Regions from separate parts of the Sus scrofa genome. Here region 1 is linked to region 2. A link is a contact called in public Hi-C data. All regions are on one chromosome and are shown on one strand. The core of a region is the stretch at or near the end of the contact, and the rest is flanking DNA. Distances in the headings are between cores, read along the strand shown.

The links. Hi-C and Micro-C count contacts between places; a contact is called where the count stands out from the background.
Region 1: a contact with region 2 is called in a Hi-C map of omental adipose tissue, with 1.7 times the contacts expected there. A contact is called at or near these places in 3 of 47 Hi-C or Micro-C datasets (fibroblasts, heart right ventricle and omental adipose tissue) and 1 of 2 datasets of targeted methods (skeletal muscle).

The regions. Positions count from the first base shown.
Region 1 is chr3:119,197,707-119,203,643 of Sscrofa11.1, forward strand. All of the region lies in intron 4 of LOC106509892 (a long non-coding RNA gene), which reads right to left. LOC106509894 (a long non-coding RNA gene) reads left to right here. Exons shown (of 4, transcript XR_002342975.1): 4 at 1-3,541. Among named protein-coding and RNA genes, the nearest start is that of RDH14, 250 kb to the right of the region's middle.
Region 2 is chr3:118,762,114-118,768,392 of Sscrofa11.1, forward strand. It overlaps OSR1 (protein odd-skipped-related 1), which reads left to right. Exons shown (of 7, transcript XM_021087818.1): 6 at 622-1,321; 7 at 2,067-2,994. The coding sequence starts at 654. The coding sequence ends at 2,202. LOC106509896 (a long non-coding RNA gene) reads right to left here. Exons shown (of 2, transcript XR_002342968.1): 1 at 6,275-6,279; 2 at 5,202-5,748. LOC106509893 (a long non-coding RNA gene) reads left to right here and starts at 5,748. Exons shown (of 4, transcript XR_002342967.1): 1 at 5,748-6,279.

The sequences.
Region 1 (5,937 bases), core at 3,170-5,669, 440 kb after region 2:
TATGTTTCAGACAGTAAAAGGTGATTAAAACTCAAATCTCTTCTTCTAATTCTTACAACAACCTGGAAGCAGATATGTTTCCTACTTTACAGAGAAGCAAAATGAGTCTCTTAGAGGTTAAATCCCTGCAGTTTTGCTCTACCAGGGAGAGTGAAGAAATGAAAAATAAAGCTAGGTCTTTCCGGCTCCAACCTTCTACTCCCATAGATAACAGTTGTTGCTTCTCATTCTTCTGGGTAATGACAGCTGCTGGCGAGAGCTCCACATTCCCGCCAGTGAGATGGGTAAAGACCTGACCTAGATTATGCTGGAGCAAGTGACGGGGAGACCAAGCCTGTCCTTTGGTACTCAGAGTCCGTCTCTGATTTTTCTGTTAGCTGGGTTCTTTTATATAAGAAACAAACAAAATAGTAACTGAGCCAGTATTTTGGCAGGATGACTATAGTGCTTTTTACATGAAAACAACATGTTGTGAAATGACCATGCTGAAAAATGGCCATGGGATTTAAAATTAAAAGACACAAGTTTTAAGTCTTGAGAAGCTAGACATAAATTAACAAACATAAGACCTATTTCCCGTAAATTCCAACACACACACACACACACACACACACACACACACATTGATCCCTATATGAGATCAAGTTTACTTTGATAAACTCTTTAGAAATAAGGAGTGCCTCTGGTTATATGACCTTGCACAAGCCACTTGTCCACCCTGATCTCAGTTTCCTCAATTATAAGTAGGAAGATTGGATCACATCAGTGGTTCTCAAAGTGGGGAACTTTTTAGAAATGTAGATTCTTGGGCCCTATCCTTGAACTACTACCTTAGGTCATCTACATAGGGCCCTATGAAGCTCTAAAGGCTCTGTGTCCCACTGTACTTTGAAAATTACGTTGGCTTGGGGTTATCAGATACAACTTAGAATAGATTTACAGGGAGAGCCTGCTGAGTAGCATTGAGAACTATGTCTAGATACTCATATTGCAACAGAACCAGGGTGGGGAAAAAAAATGTATACATGTAAGGATAACTTGATCCCCTTGCTGTACAGTGGGAAAAAATAAAAAAATAAATAAAAAAAGAAAATTACATTAGTATCAGTACTTTATTCACTGTGGACAACAAACACTCATTTAGCATCAACTGTTTGTCTGTTGGAGGCATCCTTTGATGCATAGAGCCTCGACCGCCTATGTCTTAAGGATTTCACTGTCTACCGAGAAGAAAAAGACAAGTCAACAGAAAGCCTAGCATGATAAGTGTGGTATTAGTGGTAATCCCAGGGGCTATGGGAAGACAGAAGAGGGAGGAGAGACTCAGCCTGGAGGAGCTTTAACTCAGGTAGGTGATGGGGGAGGGAAAGGGTGAAAACTCAGGTTGTCAGAGAAGACTTCTAGAAGAAGGAAACTTTGAGATCTGACTATTAAGTCCAAATGAGAAAAGTATTAATTTACACATTTTACAAGGAAACCTGAAAATCACAGCAAAATTTCCAAGTGCACACAGCTATTGAGTGAAAGAGATGACACTTAAAGGCATATCTTTGAACTTAGAAACTCCTATTTGATTCGATTTTCTGCTTCTATAGTTCTTATAATAAAACAACCATTAGGGGACAATGGATCCCTCCCCCCTTCCCCCTCCACCAACACCACCCCCCCATAAGGTACAATCCCTGTAGGTCTGAGGGGGAGGGAAGTCCTTTAGTAAGTAGTCAGTGAGGCAGCAGTGGCGGAGAGCTGGGGCCCAGGCATTCACCAGTAAGCCTATTAAATGTATCAGATGTCATCGGTACCTCCTTTATCCTTCTCACTTTGGACCTCACAGGCTGATAAGAAGGGGAAAGCGTTATAACCCAGAAGTAAAACTGTTGCATGATTATAACCCTGACAGCCTCCCTCTAATGAGCTTCCCTGCAGATAGGGAGAGGGGAGAGTGCTTTGATCTCCAGGAACAGGAGGCAGAAAGGACCACTGTTTGGAGCAAAGCCGTCTGATGGGGTCCAGTCTTCCAGTAATCAAAGTCACAAGCTACCATCTGAGCCATTTGTGAACAGCAGATAAGATTAGCTGCTCATTTGATAGATCAGCCACCACCATCAATGGAGGCTAATTGTATCTGAAATATGACCAGGGAAGTGTCAGCTCCTGGAGACAAGCATTTCCTTTATCCTGAGTTTGAAGCCTGAACAACATTTTGTGTTCGAAAATTTGAGTTAAATGTTAATGCATGCAGCATTTTTCTCCTTTGTCCCCCAGTCAGAAGAGGAAATGTAATTTTTTTAAATTAGACATCAATACGTACTTATATTTTTCCAAAGAGTCTGCATTACGGCATCAGAAAATAAATCCTTTTTGGGTGTGAGACTGTGAGTCCAGGAATATTTGCTCCATGGAATACTTTCTTAGCTTCAGAGCTAAAAAAGGAAAGTGCTCCAGCTTTGGAAAATCATGTCCAGGAAGATGGGCTTTGAAATTCTAGAATGTTGTGTGGGGAAAAGAAGGGATGATTGGTCAGTTGGAATTTGAAGGAATTTATATGGGTAGCATTTTGCCTCAGAGGCTGATGTGACTGACAGCTTTACTTTCTTCAAACCTATTCCCATGTCTATAGAACTTGAGCTCGAAATGAATCATGATCATGCAGCTTGGACGGCCCTGACACTTTGGCAAAGGAAGAAAGCCCATCGTTCCACTCCACATCCGCTGAAGTTGGGTCTTTGCTACTTTAGAGAGCATTTGTTCTTTTGTATTCTCCAGGCACAAGAGCGTTTGGATTCTGGTCCTCTGTGAACATTTCTGTCCATATTTGTAAGTCATTCTAACCTTCCTCTTTTACAAAGCAGACAATGCAAATCCCCCACTCCCATCTCATTGTGCAGCAGCTCTGGCTGCTCTATTTCCAGCCTGGTCCACTATAGCTCTTAAATTGCTAGGTTGTCCCCATGTCCAGGCGGCTAGTAAAAGCTGCCTGAAAATGGCAAGGTATGATGAGAAGTACCTCATTATGGCTCCCAAAATACACAGCCCCAGAATAGCCTTGCTCAGTTGGGGTAAGAAAAGAAGGAGGGGACCAAGAACAGAACCACTCAAAGTCTCCCACCCACTGAAAGAGCACGAGAAAACTTCTGTCACCTTCACACAAACTCTCAAGCTATGATGGCATGGCAGGGACCACCTTCATGGCCTTTCTCCTAGTTCCTAGGTTGGGCTGACACCTGTCCTGCTAGCGTCTGACATCTCAGGTGTAGAAACTATCTTCACCCTGAATAAAGTAGTGACTGTGGGGGCAGTGCTCCAGTAGGGCCTCCAGGTTCAAGTCTCAGAACCACAGAATATTACAGAAGGAAGAGCTGTTATAATCAACAGCACCCTTAAAAAGCACCAGGCACTGTGCAAAGCATTTTCACTCCATAATTCATTTAATCCTCACCAGTAACTTCAGAGGGAGTTACAGTTATTATTTCTTTGTTTCTTTTTCTTTTTTTGACTTTTATCCTTTTTAGGCCCACACCCGTGGCATATGGAGGTTCCCAGTTTGGTGGTCAAATCGGAGCTATAGCTGCCAGCCTATGCCAGAGCCACAGCAATGCAGGATCTGAGCCACATCTGCAACCTACACCATAGCTCACAGCAACGTTAGATCCTTAACCCACTGAGCAAGGCCAGGGATCAAACCCACAACCTCATGGTTTCTAGTTTCATTCGTCTCTGCTGCGCCATGACAGGAACTCCTATTATTTCTGATTTAAAGAGGAAGAAAGGTTTATCATATTGCCCCAGGAACTCAGAGTAAATGGCTGAGCTGGTATTAAAACCAGATTTGTTCAACCGATGGCAAAATCTTTACTTTTTAATATTATGCAATAGATTACTTGGAATATTATTCCAAACTTATGTTTTGCCACAAAAGATTTGACTGACCCACTTCAGTAACCCTACCCCCATCAGGATAACTTCTAAAATTCCTTTTTATTATCCAGTTTAAAAATGGCCAGTCAAGTTAACTCTAAAAAAGCATGGCTAGGAGCATCTCTGAAACACAGATGTGCAGGTGCTTTTCCAAAGCTACATAGTCATGGGATGCTTGAAAACAGAAGCCAGGACTCTTATCCCCCAGGCCATTTCCCTGCTTGCTCTGCATTTGCTCCAAAGCATAAGGTGAATCCACTCTGTACCTGCAACACATTGGGATGATGCCAACAGAGGATGCCAAAAGAAGGCTCTTCTATATCCAAGAAGACGACACAAAATATCGAGGATCAAGTGCAAATTTCTAAGCACTAACGATGAGCATGAACTTGCTTTCTAGAACACATTGTAATCAGTTTTACACAGTCTCCCAAAGATTCTAGATGGCTAAGGATTGCCTACTTGACCCAATTACTCACTCCACATATTAAAATACTGAGGTGTGAGGATCATAGTGCTTTGCTAGGTCTTCTCTGGACCTCAGTAAATGGGGTGTGAAATCAGAGAGACTCAATGGAGATCCAGTAAGAGAGAATTTGTGACTGCCAAGTTCTATGAACTCATTCCTCAGGAAGTAAGACAGCAGAAAGTGCTCTGAGATAGAGGGAAAGACAGGTCCTTTCCTGAAGGTTTGTGGGTGAGGAAGAGCACAGGATGGGGAACATTACCCACCATCTGAGGAGCTTCCTTAGGCCTCCTGCCAACAATCATGGCTCTGCTATAAGCATCTTAGGTTGTTCAGGCAATATGGCTTTTTTTCTCCCTTGATCTTACTCACACTTGCCCAGTTTTTACCTTTCTATGCAGTTTTAGCTCATATCTGGGAGAAGCATCTTCAGCCATTTACAACATTTTGGTGCTCTGAAGCGTGATTGAATTCAAGGGTGTTTGCAGAGCAGGCTCTGTGCTGGGAGCAGGAAAGCTTGTGGAGCTCAGTCTCTGGGCATACCCAGGGGTCAGGCTTCCCCAGGAATTAATTTTCCCCCAAATTCCAAATAGGAAAGAGGGATAATTCCAACATTGCCTCAGAAATCAGGAGGCCAGGTTGTTCTAATCCAACATCCTCAACTGTCTCACTTTGAGCAAAATCCTTGATTTCTACCCTGGAACTCATTTTTTTCATGTCAAAAATGAGGAACTCCTCTAGCTCTTACTCTAAGTCCATGTTATTTTAAATCTTTGCACGTTTCCTCCAGGAAGCATTCTGAAAGAGGCTGACTCTCAATAGGCACTAAAAGGATAAGGACAGACAGACAGAGGGACAGACATACAATGAAATACCTGACCACTGCTCTTCAAATCTGTCAAGGTCATGGAAGACATTAAAGGACCAAGAAATTGTCACCCATTGGAGGAGACCAAGCAGGAACAACATCTAAAGCAATATGTGGGATCCTAGAACAGAAAAGGGGTATTGGTGGAAAAACTGGGTTAAGTCTCTAAGTTAACAGTTTAGTTAATAGTATTGCGTCCCTGTCAATCTGTTATTTTGATATCATGGTTATGTAAGATGTTGCATTAGAAGACATTGGGTGAAGAGTATATGGGAATATCCTATAATGTCTTTGCAAATCTTGTTTAAATAAAAAAATTATCTCTATATAAAAAAAACTAAAAATAATAAAAACATGAGTATCTATTTTCCAAGAAAGCAGGACTATAAATTTCTCAAGGCCAGGAGTCTTCTTTTCTCTTTCTGTATTTTCCTTAGCACCATACAGGTATATGACAGTAAGTTCTCAAATTCCTATTAGAATCAAGTTAGCCCCAAATTATTCACTACCAAATTTTAACCTGGGACAGTGCAACATATAAGAAATTGCACTGTTGTCACTGTTATAAGAAGTTAGTATTGCAATTGTGGTATTTCTACAACAAACAAAAAATAAAATAAAATAAAATAAAGTCCAGAAAAATGTCATTATTTCCTGTCACCAAGGAAAAGAAATATCTCCATGT
Region 2 (6,279 bases), core at 1,603-4,102:
TGAGCCCCTGTGTGTGTGTGTGTGTGTGTGTGTGTGTGTCTGTGTGTGTCCACACGCATGGCTCCCTGCATTTTATTCAGTAGCACAATACTGGTTTTCCCAGTTTATCTCTGCACCTCGTTGTCAACTCTGCTTCAGAATGTGTGAATCCCTGTTTATCTGTCAGTGTGTATTTCAATGTTTGTCTGTCTGCCCGTGAGTGTGTAAGTGTGCTTCCAAGTTTCTGTTATCTTCACAGGAGAGTGTGATTCTGTGTTGACCCGGGCTTGCCTGGATGTAAGTCTCTGCACACCACTTCCCCCGTGTTTCTGCCTTTCTCAGTATCCTGTACACCATAGGCTCTCATTTTAAGTTGGTCGCACTGCATAAGATTTAGTTTGGTTTCTGTATCCGTTGTGTGTCTCTGCCTGTCTCTGCCGGAGGCCATTTGGAAGGCGTGCTCGAACCACAGACAGTTCCTGTCTTTTCCGTGAGGGCAGTGAGTTCCTTGGCTGGGGTCTTAGACTCCCAGCCCCTGCTCAGGAAGACGGAGAGGGTGTGGCCAGGCTGGAACTCAGAGGAGGGCACCTACCCTGAACTTCTCTGTTCCTCTCCTCTTCCCCCTTCGTCTTTTCCTTGCAGATCGAGATTGAGGACAGACTGCCACGACCGCCATGGGCAGCAAAACCTTGCCAGCGCCGGTGCCCATCCACCCATCCCTGCAGCTCACCAACTACTCCTTCCTTCAGGCAGTGAACGGCCTGCCCACAGTGCCCTCGGACCACTTGCCCAACCTGTATGGTTTCAGTGCACTGCACGCGGTGCACCTGCACCAGTGGACGCTGGGCTACCCCACTATGCACTTGCCGCGCTCCTCTTTTTCTAAAGTGCCGGGCGCTGTGTCCAGCCTGGTGGACGGGCGCTTCCAGCTGCCCGCCTTTCCCTGGTTCCCTCATGTCATCCAGCCCAAGCCAGAGATCACTGCTGGAGGCAGCGGGCCCGGGGCTCTCAAGACCAAGCCGCGCTTTGATTTTGCCAACCTGGCCTTGGCCGCCACACAAGAAGATCCCTCCAAGCTTGGCCGAGGGGAGGGTCCCGGTTCCCCTGCCAGTGGGCTGGGTGCCCTCCTGGATGTGACCAAGCTGTCCCCAGAAAAGAAGCCCACGAGGGGACGCCTGCCTTCCAAAACCAAGAAAGAGTTCGTATGCAAATTCTGTGGCCGCCACTTCACGAAGTCCTACAACCTCCTTATCCATGAGCGGACGCACACAGATGAGCGGCCCTACACATGCGACATCTGCCACAAAGCCTTCCGGAGGCAAGACCACCTAAGGGACCACAGGTGCGTTACTGCGGGTGGCCCCAAAGAGAGCTGTTTGTCAGCTTTCGTCCTCACCATCCTCCTCCCTAAGGCCCAGCGAGGTTCATGAGACAACCCCCCACTGGTTTCAAACCCGCTAAGTTTCTGGGATTCCCCCAGATCTCCAAGGAAACCACACAAATCTCAGGGATGGGGTCCTGGAGCATGGGATGGAGAACAGGGGCTGAAGAGGACTTAAGCTCCAGACAGGCACAGCTTCCTCCAGCCTCCGCGCTGTGCAATGGACGTTTCTGTGCTGATGGACGTGTGTGACATGTGATTGTTGAGCATTTGAAATGAGCAACTAGTGTGACTGAGAAAGTGACTTTTTGGCTTTGCTGAATTTTAATTTTAATAACCACCTGTGGCTGGGGGCTCTCCTCTTGGACAGCACAGCCCCAGCAGGTTTGCCACTCAGGTCCCCTCCCTGACCTTCAGCATTGACTCAGGCCTTGTAAAGAGGCAGGGGCTGGCCCCTGGTTGGGAAGGTGGTACCTCAGCTGAGCTAGACCTGCGTTGGGTTCAGATGGATCAGATGGTGCCCCAGTGTCTCCCTCACCTCTTTACTGCAGCCTCAAACTCAGCGTTTGCCAGCTGCACACTAGGAACCCACAAGCTCCTTCCTTTTGAGGGCAAGCGCCTCACTGCAGTGGGAAGGGATCTTGGATAACTGTTTATACCATTGCATCATTTTGCAAGGATTAACTCTGTCTGTTTTTGCCCTTAGATATATTCACTCCAAAGAGAAGCCTTTCAAGTGTCAAGAGTGCGGGAAAGGATTCTGCCAGTCCAGGACTCTCGCTGTCCACAAGACGCTACACTCACAGGTGAAGGAGCTCAAAACCTCCAAGATCAAATGCTAAATAGAGCCTCCAGGGCACCAGGACCCTGGGTCTAGCCACCCCCTCCTCCAAAGGGACAGAAGCCGAAGGCGACTCTGGCGGGCAGCGGGAGGGGCTCCCTGGACCTTCCCCGTCCCAAACGTGTCCCCTGGGTCCCCGGCGCACGCGGAACTCCAGAGCCTCGCCCCGGGCCGTGACCCCGGCCGCCCGGGCGGCTCCCCCAGGACGCGGCTAAACTCTTGGCCAAAAGGCGGTACTCACGTGGCGGAAGGGAAACTGCATTTAAAAAAGAACGAAAGCTTCGCGGAGCCGCAGCGGCGCCTCTCCCAGAAGTATTACTTTTTCTATTGTTATTTTATACGTTTTCTTTATTATTTTTTTTCTTTGACCATATAAGCTTGTAACTCTGACGGCGGAGAGCGAGGGGAGTGGGAAGGAAGTTCTGTGCTCTCGCAGCTTCCAACCCCTCCTCCCGCCCCCCTCCCCACCCCCGGGAGCCTGCAAAAGTGTAATCCCTGTATCTGCTTCGGCGGCCGGCCCCGGGATCCCGGGGCCGGGGAGCGCCCTCCCAGCTCCCGCCGCGCAGCGGGCGGTGGGCTCCTGGACTCGGAGGGCGGGGAGGGAGCCTGGGGCCCTGGGGCTGGAGGGGCCGGGCTTCCGGCTCCCCTGTTCCGCCGCCCCGTCACCTCGAGCGAGCAGCGGGCCAGGAGCAGGGCGATGGATTGCGATTGGCACTTTATGCTGACCATCGGTAACGGACATTTATCACTGGAGTTTTTAAAAAATATTAAATAAACGGCTATTTTACAGGCATTGCAGGATGGGTAATTTCCCTCCCCAACGCAGAAAACTGGCGGTCCCTTTCTTTGAGGCGAGCGGGGTTTCGCTGCCCATCCCAATCTGTCCCACTTCCAGAACCTTCCCCTTTTGGGGGTCGGCGGTTTGGCGTGGGTGCAGAAGCTCTCCTCCCTCCCGGTGTTGGCCTACCTCGGACCCCACCCGAGTTTACTTTACTTTTCTCCCCCACTTCGGTTTTAGGGTCTCAGTCTCCCCACTTCGAATCTCCCCATCAAAAGCTTCTGAGTTTACAAAGAAGCCGCTACTCCAGCCCTGGGAAATCTCAACCAGGTGCAGGGGTCGCTTAGGGTCCACTAAGGGACAGAATGTCACCCACCTTGCCGACCAAAAGTCTCCCTATGGCCTCTTGATTCTACTTCGGGGAGGGAAGGAAGGGCCCTCACGGACAGCCTCCGACGGGTTCAGACCCCTGGGCCCCAATAGGCAGCTGCCTCTGCAAAGCCCCAAACCTACATCCCTCCCGCCTTTACGATGCCCCTGACACAGTTCTCTGGCTGGGCTTGTCCCCAGCCCAGAGCCCGGCTCCACGCCCGCGAAGATTCCCTGCAGTTTTAAAAGCCTTGTCAGGAATGGCGGGGGCGGGAGCGGGCACCCTGGGAGGCCCGGAGAGTTTAGGAGGAGAAATCTGAGTCCGCCCTCCACGAGTTGAACCATCCCTGGGGCGCCTAGTTTTCCCACAATTAGAGGCCAGGCCGCCGGGGGCTCTCCTGCTTGGGGCGGGGCGGGGCTCCCCCAGCTCCAGCATCCTGACCGCGCGGCGGCGCAGGCGGTGGCGCCCGCGGCCTTTCCCGAGCCGAGCGCAGCCTCTGTGCTCGGCACTCGGCGGCTGCGGAGACCGCTGCGCCGAGCTTTCTTGCAACGGCGACCCCCAGTCCCAGCCTCAGGCAGGGCCCTCTGGTTTGAGAAAGAGGGCGGCTAGGGCTGTGGAAGTTAAAGTGCTCTAGCCTTTCGCTGCCCGTTCCCACCTCCTCTGGGGATGCCTCCTCGCCCTCGGCGGGCTTGAACTCTGCGGTTCCAGAACCCGGTTTATCTCTGTGGCCTTGGCCGGGACGGCTTGGAAGTGCAGCATTCGGAGCCACGCTGCCCCCTGCTGGACAGGCCTGGAGGGGCGGCCCGGGGCCCTTCACTGTACCCTGCCCACAACCCGGAGTAACTCTCCGCCGCGGCCCCTATGCGGGGCCCGATCTTGCCCGCAAAAACCTTCCTGGCTTGTCCCAGGACCCACTGCGAACGAGGGGCTGGGCGCTGCCGGTTCGGGACCGGCCTATGTGATCCCCGATAATCGAGAAAGATCCCAAGCCTTTTTAATCTCGAGTCCGAAAGAGCGAATGGAGTCCAGATCCCAGAGAACTGGGCACGAGGAGGGAGAGTTAATGCGTACTGGGCATCGATTGCTTCAGCCTGAGCGGGCAGCGCAGGCTGTGGTATGGGTTATGCACTTGGCCTCCGCTTGTGCCAGAGCCCAGGGCAGAAGCCACATCCATTTCTCTGCTAGTCCCTTGAACAAGATGAGAACAGTGCGTGGGTACACACACACACACACACACACACACACACACACACACACCTGCAACCCAGGGCTTTGGGCACCTCTGAGGACCTGAGAGCCTCGCTCCTCCTTTTACTCTTTTTGAGGTTCCATCTTTCCCAGGGATTGACCACTGCTGCCTGCTCTGTCCCTTACATTGTGCTTGACTGCCACCACCCCGGGACACACAGAACCTCTGCCAGGACTCAAGGACTATAAAGACTGGGGAATGCCAGGGAGAGTTTTCCTTTCTTGCCTACCCCACCTCTGGTACCATCAATCCCCACCCCTCCATCCCTAGGCCCTGCCTTGGAGAGACTTTCCCTATCAAGTGTGCATTTTTGGAAGAATGAATCCCTAGCGCAGAGGCTGCGGGGTGGGGGCGGGGTCAGTGCTGGGAGTGGGGCGGGGTGCTGCTCAGAGACCTCCAGTGTGTTCACAGTACCTCTGCAATCATCCTGGTGGACCAAGAAGCTACTTCTCAGCGTAGCTCGCTGCAGTCTTTACTCGTGGCAGTGATTCATAGACTGTGCAGTAACAGTGACAGAGAAAGGGCAAGCCTGAGCCCGGGGCCACCAGACCCCACACCCTGTCATACTCTGTGGGTCGCGCGAAAAGGCAATGGAGGCAGTCGGAAATGTTGGGTGGGTTTTATTGCCTGTCCACTCTGTAGGTGGCCAATTTTTCTCAGCTACACCTCTGGAGGATTCCTCCTCCCCTCCACTGCCCCCCCACCCCCGTTTTCAGACATTAAGCTCCTTTGTCTTGCGTGCCCAGCGTGGCTAGGGCCGGGTTACAGGAGCAGAGGAGGTGAGAGTTCAGCTTGGGCCCTTCCCAAAGCTGCTAGGCCTGCGATTTGTGTCCGGTGCAGGGGACGAGGGAGCTACCCGGCTAGACTTCTTTGCTTGGGCGGCTAGAAGGCGCGAGAGACCCTGGGCGCAGCCTGGAGCTTCCCAGCGCTATCTCTGGGAAGCGATTAGGAGTACCCTGGGCGAAAGAACAGCCCGCAGGGGCTTCTTCCCAGAGGAAAAGTTCAAGTTCCACCTCCTCCTTCCGAATTGGAAGTGTTCGGGTTGCACGAAGAGACATTTTCCCGCGGACCTCCTCGTCTCGGGATTCAGGGCTAGCATAGGGTTCTGGGGGTTAAGGAGATGAAAGAGGGCTCCTGGACGCCGCCTCATCTGCAAGAAGGTGGGACAGGTGATATCTCCCCACCCCCACCCCTGGAGCCCTGGTGGCGGAAGAACCGGCTCAAAGGCGTCCCATCCCACCTCTACGTCAGGGCATCCTCCCGCCGACACAATGACGTCACACAGGCAAGAGCACAAGGGCTCCGCGACGCCTGCAGCGTATCTTATTTACGTACTTTCATGACGTCACAAATGGGCCCCGCCTGAAGCGCTGTCATTACTGCTCCCACATTTCCCAGCCCCGCCCCTCGAATCCTGCCCATAGACGCGCCAAGAATCGGTTCATCCCCACCGATAGGATCTGCAGCCCCGAAGCATTGGCAGGTGCTCTTAGAGAAGGAGGGTGCCCAGCAGCCTCTGCCTGCGGGATCGGATGGTTTAGAAAGGTCTCCCAGACCGCAGGGTTTCAGGGCAGGGGCGGCCGCTGGATACTCGCTCCACCCACCTGGCCCCGCCCTACCCGTCGGTCTCCCCGCCCACTGCGCAGGCCCGGCGCGCATGCGCAGAAGGAACTCACCGCCC